Regions from separate parts of the Mus musculus genome. Here region 2 is linked to region 1. The links are chromatin contacts, called in public promoter capture Hi-C maps. All regions are on one chromosome and are shown on one strand. Each heading gives the region's core, a stretch centred on a gene start, on an enhancer-like site or on the middle of the called end of the contact. The rest is flanking DNA. Distances are from core to core; before and after follow the strand shown. Region 1 holds the start of Slit3 (slit guidance ligand 3). Region 2 overlaps Slit3 (slit guidance ligand 3).

Region 1 (5,368 bases), core at 1,986-4,485:
CCCCAACTCTGATAGTGACTTAATGACGAGCAATTCAGACCCCACTCCTAGCTGGAAGCCAAGTCCAAATGGGAACTACATCCTTCCCGCTCAAGCTGCCCTTAAGGGCATATGACTAGGGGAGACGCGCGCGGCACGCGCGCGCGCACACACACACACACACACACACACACACACACACACACACACTCCTTCACAAGAGTACTTTCTGGAAGACAGTATCAGAAATGGAGGCTGGGGAAAGCACCGCGTCTTTGTTTTACAACAGTTTCACCAGTGGGGATCAGAAGCCAGACTGTTGGAAGGTCATGAGCTTCTAATGGTTCTGCTGATAAAAATCAGTGTCCCGTGACTAAAGGACCCCCCAGGGGACTTAAAGGGTTCATCAAAAAAGGTTCCCACTTCCGACCTTTGCCCACATCCTTTAAGCTGAAGTGCTGGTTTTCCTTTGTGTATGCAATGATTTTATGGACGAGGGATAGGAATGCTATAGAAGCTTCAAGCAATGTTTATTGAATGGAAGGGAGGGGGGATGACAAATTTGAAATCCTTAATGTGGTGTCGAAGAACAGTTCCACAACGCCCCATTAGAGTCTTTGAGGGCCCGATGGGTGGCGAAGGGCTGTTGGTGGGCTGCCCTTAAACCCGAGGTGGCCCTGACCCTGCTTGTCCTTAAAAGGCTCCAGTCTTAGAAAGACACTAAGAGCTCAGCCTTGGTAGCTCTGTCTCAAGCATGCCCTTACAGCAGTGACCAACGCTACACTAGGCAACCACAGACGTGGCAGAGCAGCACCTACTTTGCCCATGATGGGCAGTCACCATGGCTATAGCAAGAGGGACCCCTGGGAATGCCTGGATTCAGGTCTTTATCAATTGTCTACAGCTGCAGAGCGAAGGAGATGTCCCAAGTCCTCAGGGTCTCCAGGGGGAGTGGCTGGTGGCATACTGGCTGCAGGTGTTGAAAACTTCCGACTAGCCAGAAGAGAGGGGCCCGCTGTTCTGATCCTCCCAAGCTGACTCTGTGATTCTGACTACGGAAAATAATGACCCCAAGTAAAAAGAGCTGGTGTTAAAGCAAGATGAATGATGGCAGTATATACCAACAGCAGAGGCAACCTGGTGCTACAGGAAGACTCAAACCCAGCCAGGCCCTCTCATGACGGTCTGTTTATAGAGATCTTGGCCCAAACTGACTCTGGTTCTAAGGAGTCTACAGACTGGTGGGAGACCTGGGCTTAGAAGCCTGGCAGGCTGGGACTAACCGGTTACATGACCATGGATGCAGGACAGATGGGATGAGGCCGAGTAATGAGTATTGGCTATGTAAGAAATAGGACCGTGGGAGGTTCAAGGAAGAAGGGAAATGCAACATGTCTCAGGGAAGCACCCACTAAACATTTATCATCTCACTAACTCGTCTGCAGCATTCATGTGAGAAGGGGAACTTAGTTTATACATACCTAAAAATACCATTTAAATGAGATTTTTCACAAATAGGGTCTAATACAAAACCTGAATGAAGGTGTGGATGCCTGGATTCCAGCCCCTTTCTCTGGTGGCATATTTGCCCTGTTTTATTGGGCAGGTCGGTTTGCATTTCTGATCCTAATTTCCTGGTGTTAATGAAGACTCAGGGCCAGCCCTCCAGAATTTCTACAGTCTAAACAACAGAACAATCACTGCACTTTGAAAACAACAAACAAAAGAAAACACCCAGAATAAAGAAAGCATTTCTAGGAAGTCTCTGCCTAGACAGCCAAGAAGAAGAAAGGGGGAGGTGTGGGGAGGCGGTAGGGGTGATAACAGTGGTGGGCAGCTAGGACAACCCGGCTCTTTCCTGACCTGAAGTAGGCAGGACTGAAGAAGACCCGTATGCTAACCCTGAGACAGGCTGGGTAGAGAGCAACTGGGCAGTGCAATGGCTGGAATTGTGACTAGGGCAAGCCTTCACCCACTCAGAGGCTCCAGCTCCCTCCACCACCAGGGCTCCATACTCCCTCACCCCGCCCCCAACTGTGGACTAAAAGGAGCCCACCCCCGGAGGCCAAATTTTGAATTTGGTCGTGAGGATCAAAATGATAAATCTTTCCAAAACGCTGACATAAGAAAAGTAAATATTTGGTTGCACAATTGGGGTTAAAACGAGGGTCAATCCACCCCACTCTCCAAGAGCCTCTCCGCTAGCTGCCAACCCCAGGATCCGAGGCTGAGTGCGGTTTGTAAGATTATAGCGCTAGGTCTCATTTAAAGGGCTGTCAGCATTTCCATTCTCCGGCCCGTTTGGGGAGGCATTTATAACCCGGCCATAAAAAATTCACCCGGGCTGCAACTTGGCATCCCCAATGCTGCACTCCAGGCAGGGAGGGTGTTGAGAGCACCCACTCAGAATCCGTCCGGTTTTTCAGAAGTTAAGACCTCTTTCGTACACACTCAACTTTCCTAGCAAGGACAGCCACACAGCAGCTGGCCCATTCTGATCTCCAGGAGGGTCGCAGGTTTTTTTTTTGGGGGGGGGGCGAGGGGGTCCGGGAAGGAGGCTCTCAGGTCTCTGCGATCGAAACTCCCCATCTCCGTCTAGCTTGCTACCTCGCCTCTCCCTCTTTAAGAAGCAAGGGGTAATGGACCCCTCATACCCAACCCCAAACCTTGAGACCACCACGCTCTCTGACACCCCCCCACTCCTCCGCGCTAGCCTTCTGCTAGCTTTATTCTCCCGATCTGTCAGCGGATAAGCCCCCGGTGCCCTCAACCAGGGAGGCACTACGCGGTCCCATCGCGGGGGCAACTCGTACACTTCTCTCCACACCTGCCCAAAGCCACGCCACCCCCAACTTATTGAGCGTGTCTGACAGCAGGGGTAGGGGAGTAGGGATCGTCCCCCATGCACCGGAGAGGAAAGAAGGACCTGCGCCCTGAGGGCGACTCTGTAGGAGCCAGCCGGGTGGGTGGCCTGAGCGGGCGGGCGGGGTGGGTACTCACAGGCGCTCTGCGTTGCGGGGGATGCCCCGAGGAACGGCGCGCAGGCCCAGCCCGTGGCAGTCCACGCTAGCGGCGGAGCAGGTACACTTGGTGGGGCAGGCGGCAGCAGGGGGTCCGCTCAGGATGCTCGCAAGCGCCAAGCCCAGCGCCAGGCGGGCGCGCACAGCGGCGCCGGCCCCGGTCCGGCCGAGGGCCATGGTGCACAAGCGCCCGCACCCAGAGGAGGATGCCTGGCGAGGCGGGACACGAGGAGCCCGAGGAGGCGCGCGGGCGGCCTGGGGGGCGGGCGGCGGAGTTAGCGCGGAGGAGGGGCGGGCGCGGCGCTCAGGCGCACGGGGTGCGGGCGGAGCGGGGCGCGCCGGGCGGCGGCGGCAGCAGCTCCATCCGTGGGGCTGGCGCTGCCCCGCTGCGCATCACTCACGGTGCCCAGGTACCGAGCGCCCTCGGGTCCCTCTGGGTCGCCGGTAGAGGTGAGGGCTCTGTCTGGGTCCTGGACTGAGCGCCAGGGAGCACCGTGCCCCGGGAAGTCCGGCTCAGGGCTGGGCTGCGGAGCACAGAGGCGGCTGGGGCACGGAGTGGTCCGGAGAGCTAGCCGGCGCTCGCTTTCTCCATTCACTGAGCAGGGTAGACACCGGAGACGCGGGGCCCGGCCCCTCCCGCCCCCCTCCCAAAACACCAGCTCCGCCTCCCATTGGCTGCGCTGAGCGTCACGTCGACTAAGTTGGGAACTTTGCTGGAGCAACCAAGAGCCTGTAGGGAGGAGGCAGCAGGGGAGCTAGAGAGACCCAACTGGGAAGGAAAGGGACTTGGCCAGCCCGGGCCGCCAGGAAAGAAACATTGAAATTCATTTATTCTTGGGAGCCAAGAACTGATAAACCTCGTGGCTTCATTTTTTTTTTTTAATTCAGTCACCGAGCTGGATACAGAATACCCACATGGGAGCATCAGAAACTAGGCTTCATGTTTTAGGTGAAAGAGTCAAAGTTGGACTAAGTGAAATGATTATCCGAGACCATACAGCTACTAGGCATTCTGTACCCTGACACATTTATCCGTGGAAACTTTGCCCCTACCCTAATTAGTGTTCACAGCTAAGGCCAACAACTATTTCCTAGAGGACTTACAGATTAGAGAACACTACACAGACACACAGTCACAGTCAGTCAGTCAGTCAGTCAGTCAGTCTGTCTGTCTATCTCTCTGTCTCTCTCTCTCTCTGTAGTAAATGTAAGAACTTGGACCCCGGTATTGACACCATCACTTCATCTGCTTCCTGTCTAGGGGACTAAGGGGCAATCATGTCACCTGCGGACCTTTATTTCCTTATTTCAAGGTGCCACCGTTCTGACAGACTTCCCTTGCACATCAAAGAAAAGAACGTGATTTTATAAAATAGTGCAGTAGCATGCAAGGGACCTATTCCCCATCCCCCTCCTCCCCAGCCTTGCCTTCATTCTGCCAGTGCCTGCTCTAAATTGGCTGGTCTGAGCTTTTCCAGATGCCGGTGGGGAAGGGCCATGTTACAGGCTCCATACATACTTGTAGGAATGATGTTGTTTGTTTGTTTGAAGGGAAGGGGCAGGAACTGGAGGAAATATTGCCCAGACTTCCTTGAGATCCTCTTGTACTGGAAAGGTCTGAAATAGCCTTGGTTTTACACACACACACACACACACACACACACACACACACACACACACTACACCCCCCCACACCCCTATACTCTTAACTATAAAACACATGCACTTTCACACACAAAAAATATGCAGTCACATACAGAGAAGAACATGTATGTTCACATACCACTAACCACTATGCGCCTGAGAACTCTCTTTTCCCTCATATGAATGCTACTCAGATTCTTCTATTTTCCTTAAAGGAAACTTTTAGCTACTTGACTACACACTGTAAATATATAGCTGAGGTGCAAATTTTATTTTATTATAGCTAGCATATTTTCAGAGACTTAGCTCTAAGGACTCAATTGCCCCCCAGCTCCCCCCCCCCACCCCCACACACTTATACCCCAACCCCAGCACACACGTGAGATTCAGTTCTCTGCTGTTATTCTTGGGAACTGTTTCTGCCCAGCTGCTGCCGCCATCGCCCTCTGGTGGCCAGAAAAGAGCTAGGCTCTGCTTCCGATGGTGACTTCAGCATTAAAGAACTCCAAACATGCCTTTGCCTCAGTCCTCCAAAGCTTTCCTACAAACCTTGAACCAATTTAGTACCAGGGCTGAGGCAGATGAGAGAGGACCGGGCAAGGTCCCAAGGGCACAAAAGCATCTCAGACTGTCTGGAACAGCAAAGAGCGGGGTTGTCTTTGTTTGCTGAAATGCATGCATACTAAAAGCATGCTCTGCAGCCCTGCAGCCTGGACCTGGGTGGG
Region 2 (5,368 bases), core at 1,500-3,999, 390 kb before region 1:
GGAAGAAATGATAGAGGGAAGGAGGGAGAGTCAGAAGGAAGGAAAAACAAAAAGGTCTTTTTGAAAAGGAAGGAAAGAAGGAGGGAGGAAGAGAGAGAGGAGGAGAGGGAGAAATGAAAGGAGGGAGAGAGGGAGGGAGGGAGGAGGGAAAGGCAGGCAGGCAGGCAGGCAGGCTCCTGCAGCAGAAGATCTGAAGCCTGCACTCAGTCAGGAACACACAATAGGAAAAACTGGAAGACTCAGCATTGGATCTTTGGGAAGCACTGCCTTGTGCTTCACAGGAAATCTCAACTCCCTCTTCAGACACCCCCCTCCTCAGTAGGGATAGGCACTGCTCCCACGTGTCATCGTCCCTGGAGGCGACTTGCACAGGGCCCACCTCTGCATCCACTTGATAAGCTGGTGACAAGCACTGAAGTCAACCCTGGCCACCCTCATGTCTGCTCTTCCCGTCAGCCCCCATGACTTCTCAACCACTCTCTAAATATCCATACTGGTCACTCTAGCTTTATTCTCTTCTGCAAAAATCTGTCCTTTGCATTAAGGCTGTAGCCCCCATTTTTCAGTATCATCACGTTGGTGGCTGGTGTTCTAGTCCCTTCCTGCAGTGTCTTGCTCTCTAAGCTTTCTCTTCTTTCTTGCTGTGTGTGCTCCAGGCATACTAGCATTGACTCTTCCACACACTGTTGTCTTCTTGGAGATCTTTCACACATTGTTGGGAATATTCTTGTCTTGAGTGAACTCCTACTCACCCTTCAAAACCTAACATAGGCCACTTCCTCAGTGAAGACAGAATCACTCTGATTTCCCAAGTCTCTCCACATTCTTGCCCTTCTGCCCAACGAAACCTGTCATAGTTTTCTTTGTGTTGCTGTGATAAAGAATTTGACCAAAACTACCTTGAGGAGGAGAAGGTTTATTTGGCTTACAGAATATGTCTTTGAAGGAAACCAAGGCAAGAACTAAGGAATGAACAGAGGCAGGAGCCTTGGAGGGAAGCTGCTTCCTGCCATGTTTCCAGGCTAACATTCAGCCATCTTTTATATAGCTGAGGTTCACTTGCCTAGGGATAACACCGCCCATAGTGGGCCAGGCCCTCCTATACAAGAGAATGCTCCACAGATGCACCTATAGGCCAATCCAAGGGAGGCAATTCTTCACGTGAGGTCTCCCTTTTCACAGATGTGTCAAGTTGACAACTGGAGCTAATTTTGACAGAGCCCTTGACCTATGTCCTACACATGCTAGCGCATCAGTCCATCCTCCTGTTGAACTGTGAACCCTTTAAGTATAAGGATGGTTGTTTAAGTATAAGGAAGGTTGTTTGTAACACTATTTTTGTATGAAACATTGGAACACTTGTGCATGTACTCTGGTAGGTAATATCCACCATCAGTATAAGTATAAGGATGTATCTGTGTCTTTCTGCCATGAACCACCTGAGCACTGTGAACCTCTTGGTGATGGACATGGCAGAAAGTGAATACATATGCAAGTTATTTCTGTAAGTCACGCAGGAACGGGTTGACAAACGAGCCGCATCATTTCAGGGGCTGAGAAGTGCTCTGAAGAAACATAACTGGACAATGGGGTAAATGTGGAGGGCAGAGGGGGGCTGCCTTAGGCAGATCTGGGAAGGCAGCTCTGAGCTGAGCCTGAAGGATCAGGAGTGGAAGTATAACAGTCCCAGAGCACTGCGTCCTGTGCAATTGGAGCAGTCAAGAGCAAAGGTCCTGAGACAAGAAGGGCTTGTGGTGCCCACAGGATGACAATGGACCATGTGTGTGCACATGTGCGTGCATGTGTGTGTGTGTGTGTGTGTGTGTATGTGTGTGTACATGCACGCGCACACACACATATGTGTGAGCTGAGCTGAGGGACACGGGTCACACAGAGCCTTGATTTGGGGGTGACCAGGAGTCCAGCTGCCAATCCAGGTAGGGTGACAGAATGATCTGCCAACACAGATGGCACCAAAGAATTGGGGGTAGTGTCCCTCCCTGCTCCTCCCTCACCCTCTCATGGGTTGGAGACAGCTCTCATTAATCTCTGGTGGAGGCAGTGCTACCGCACCGCCTAACTAGAGAACACAAAGACTGCCTGGCAGGCTTTGTTTTCAAACCGTCAATTCCAAATTCTGCTAGCTGGCAGAGACAGCGGCTATTGATTTTCCCTTCTGGAATGCGTGTCCTACAGAGTCCTCGCAAATAGAAACTGAAAAACAGAGGAAAACATGACTGCTGAGAAAGACAGGGCCAGGGGACATTTCTTTTTAAAACAATTTGTGCTGGGGTGGGGTGGGGTTGGATCTTCTCATCTACTACTGGATAGTGGCTTGTTTTCTCTAGCTCTGCTTCTTTCCTCTTAACCTTAGCTCTGCTTCTTTCCAAGTTCTCTTGCTTTCTTGCTGCACCTTTATTTAAGTACCTAGCACAGTACCTACAGACAGCAGGCACTTAATACTGGCCCAATGAATGACTGCACACAGGTGCGCTTCTCCGTGGGCTTTCCTCCAGATCAGTTTGTTTGAGCAATTGTCTGGTTTCTTTTCGACTTAGCACCTTGTTCCTTCCAGACAGGTTGCAGAGAGTGGGACTCATTCTCTGCGTTCAGCTTGCTGTAGCTGCTTGGAATGGAGTCCCCAACTAATGACTGTCTTCCCTAGAAACCAGGAAGTAATTAGGGGCTTCCCTCGGCTGCCTGGGGAGGGGCACAGGACCAAGTCCCTCAGAGAGAGAGTGGCATGCCAGAGCCTCCCTAGTTCGGTGGTCTTCAGACACTGCTGCCTTTGTTTTGGAACTGATGAAGGTCACGTGGTTTCCTTCTTGTGGGGGTGGAGGGGCACTCTGGAGTAGGGTATTTGTTTACTCTGTATTCTTCCTGTTTCTGGGATGGCTGCAGGGGAAGAAGAGAACTACTTATCTGTCTAGAATTCAAGGATAGCTAGCCAGAATACTAACTGTGGTCTGGATGGAAAGTCTTACTCTAATTTTGTCTGCCAACTGCTACTCAATCACACACACTGATGGGAAGTTCATTTTGTCATCTGGAAAATGGGAGGATCGCAAGGTTTTTTTTTTTTTTTTCCTTTTTGAAAAGTACAGCAGGGTAAGTGAAGAGAATTCATTCTAACGTTACAGAGCTTCCATTCAAACATCCCAGCCAGCCTTTGCTTTTTCTCTTCCTAATGCAGCATAGAGCACTGTGGACAGGTCCAACCCACTGGCATCTCACGCACCGTTTGGTTTGAAGCTTATACTGCATCCCAATAGCTCATCTTTGGGTCATATTTTACACAAGGTTAGATCAACAGCAGTGTATTTCTAAGCCACATAGTGTGGTGGAAATGGTCTGGGGTTTGTTCCTCAGTGACTCTGAAACATGGCTCCACGTGGGTGATGGAGTTCTAGCAGGAGAGCTTCTTCAATGGGTCTTCTGAAACCTTCATTTCCAAAAAGTACCTCTTATAGTCCATAGTCCATGCCCCCTCCCACTACTTCCTCTCTTTGAGAATGATGGGAACAGAACCCAGGCCTTGCACATGCTAATCACGTGATCGATCACCGAGGTGCACCCTCAGCCCCAGATGCCAGCCCTCTGTGAAGTTGCTGTTAGCTCCAGCCCCGCCTCTTCCATTACCCACATGGTGGTTTTCTCTCGGGATTACAGGAACCTTTGCACTGCCTCCCTCATTCAAATCAAGAAAGTCCAGAGACGTAGTGTGGCTTTGCTAAATGCCCTCAATCAGAAAGAACAAGACAGGGTGTCAGATTTGTTCCTTTTCCAGTACACAGATGACATTCTGTTCACACTGTCCACGGAAGACAGGGCATCTCAGCACACCCAAAGACAAACCACATCCTCCAAGCCTGGCTCTGCCTGAGTTTTCCATCTCTATGAAACAGAAGCCCTGGCAAGGCAGAGCTCACAGGTACACACACACACACACACACACACACACACACAGGACTCTGACTCTCTGCTGCTTGCGTCCCAAATAGCATTCATCAGGAGCTCAAATTTTATCTTGATGAATGCATGGACGACTATGGGAATTAGCCATCCCTGTGTTGTCTGAGCCTGGACATCCTCAACCGGTGACATTTCTTTCCCCACATTCTAAGGACTCACCAAATACTACGTAATGTTGGGGTGGTCCCTACTGGCTCCTCCTTTAGGTTCTTCATCTCTTTACTTCTCTCCCAAGCTCCAGCCCTTATGTCCTTGGGCCATCGAGAACTTCATCTCTTAGCCCCACCCCAGCCTTCACTTCTTCTGTAGTTTCTTGACCGTATTCTTCTAGGATAAAAGCCTCATGAGATGTCTCTGTATCTGCCCTGGACACATCTTCCTATGAAGTTTTGTCCTTACACTTTGTTTGCCCTGCCTGCCTTGTTTACTCTGTGAATTCTAAGCATTGCTTAGGCCCAGACAAATGCAGCCTGTACCACCAAGACAACCACAAAGGAATGCAGCAGCAACAGCAGGTAGAGTATTGGAAATTCCAGCATGTGTCAGGCACCTCACAGTTATTCTTATGCATTATTTTATTAAGCTTCACAAAACCCCTAGGAGGTAAGACCAATTATTAGCCTCCTGTTACAGTGTTAGAAACGGACGCTCAGAAGTGTCAAGGCATTTACCAAAGGTCACAGACCCAGTACCAAAACAGATGGAATTCATACATAATTCTACCAGACAGCCAAGCCACTCTCCTAACCTCTAGGCTGCCTTGCCTAAAGCAATTTCCCTCCTCCTCTGACAGGCCCCAACTCCACACATCTCAGGTTCAAGTTTACATGTTACCAGTAACATCCTCTTCAGTGTACGTGTCCCTTGTCCCTGGTCACATGATAAGCCATGAGAACAGGAATTAAGTCTCTGGGCCCTTACAGTTTCTACCTCCTGAGTACAGTGCTAACTGAACTGAGAGAAACGTCCTCCGTCCTCCCTAGTTTTCTTTTCTTTCTTTTTAAAAACTCTTCCTTTAGGGGATGAGTCTGTTCCTCTCTCTTCTTCCCAGGACCTCAGGGAGGAGGAAAATCCGATGTCTAGGTCCCTAGTCTTATAAGCAGGAAGACCATCCCTAATCCAAACCTTCCTGTGTTTCCTCAGGACACCACGAATGAAAATTCCACACCAGCCAATGGTTTTATGCACAAAATTAAAACCAAAACCAAAACCAAACCAAACCAAAACAAAAAGCCCCCACCTCTTGTATGGAAATGACCTCCCGGCAGTAGGTGTGGGGTATTTATGAAACACAGATGAGTTCTGTGTTTAGATTTGCATCCTGATTCTACAATGTCTCTTATATAAACATTTTAGAACCCACAAAACCTGAAACTCCAAACACTTCTGGTCCCAA

Evidence for each region. Promoter capture Hi-C pulls out the DNA fragments that hold promoters and counts their contacts.
Region 2: a contact with region 1 is called in a promoter capture Hi-C map of stem cell-derived epiblast-like cells, with 3 times the contacts expected there. The contact joins the enhancer-like site here to the promoter of Slit3 in region 1. A contact is called at or near these places in 10 of 39 promoter capture datasets (the 3T3-L1 cell line, cranial neural crest, embryonic stem cells and 4 more), 1 of 484 Hi-C or Micro-C datasets (reprogramming fibroblasts) and 2 of 115 datasets of contacts at active chromatin or transcription factors (embryonic limb bud and embryonic stem cells).

The regions. Positions count from the first base shown.
Region 1 is chr11:35,119,323-35,124,690 of GRCm38.p6, reverse strand. It overlaps Slit3 (slit guidance ligand 3), which reads right to left and starts at 3,235. Exons shown (of 36, transcript NM_011412.3): 1 at 2,980-3,235. The coding sequence starts at 3,176.
Region 2 is chr11:35,510,277-35,515,644 of GRCm38.p6, reverse strand. The region is part of intron 5 of Slit3 (slit guidance ligand 3); the gene reads right to left. Among named protein-coding and RNA genes, the nearest start is that of Gm39705, 32 kb to the left of the region's middle. Within about 2 kb of position 2,749, at least 29 of the 459 cell types and tissues checked have an H3K27ac peak or open chromatin away from gene starts, as enhancers often do.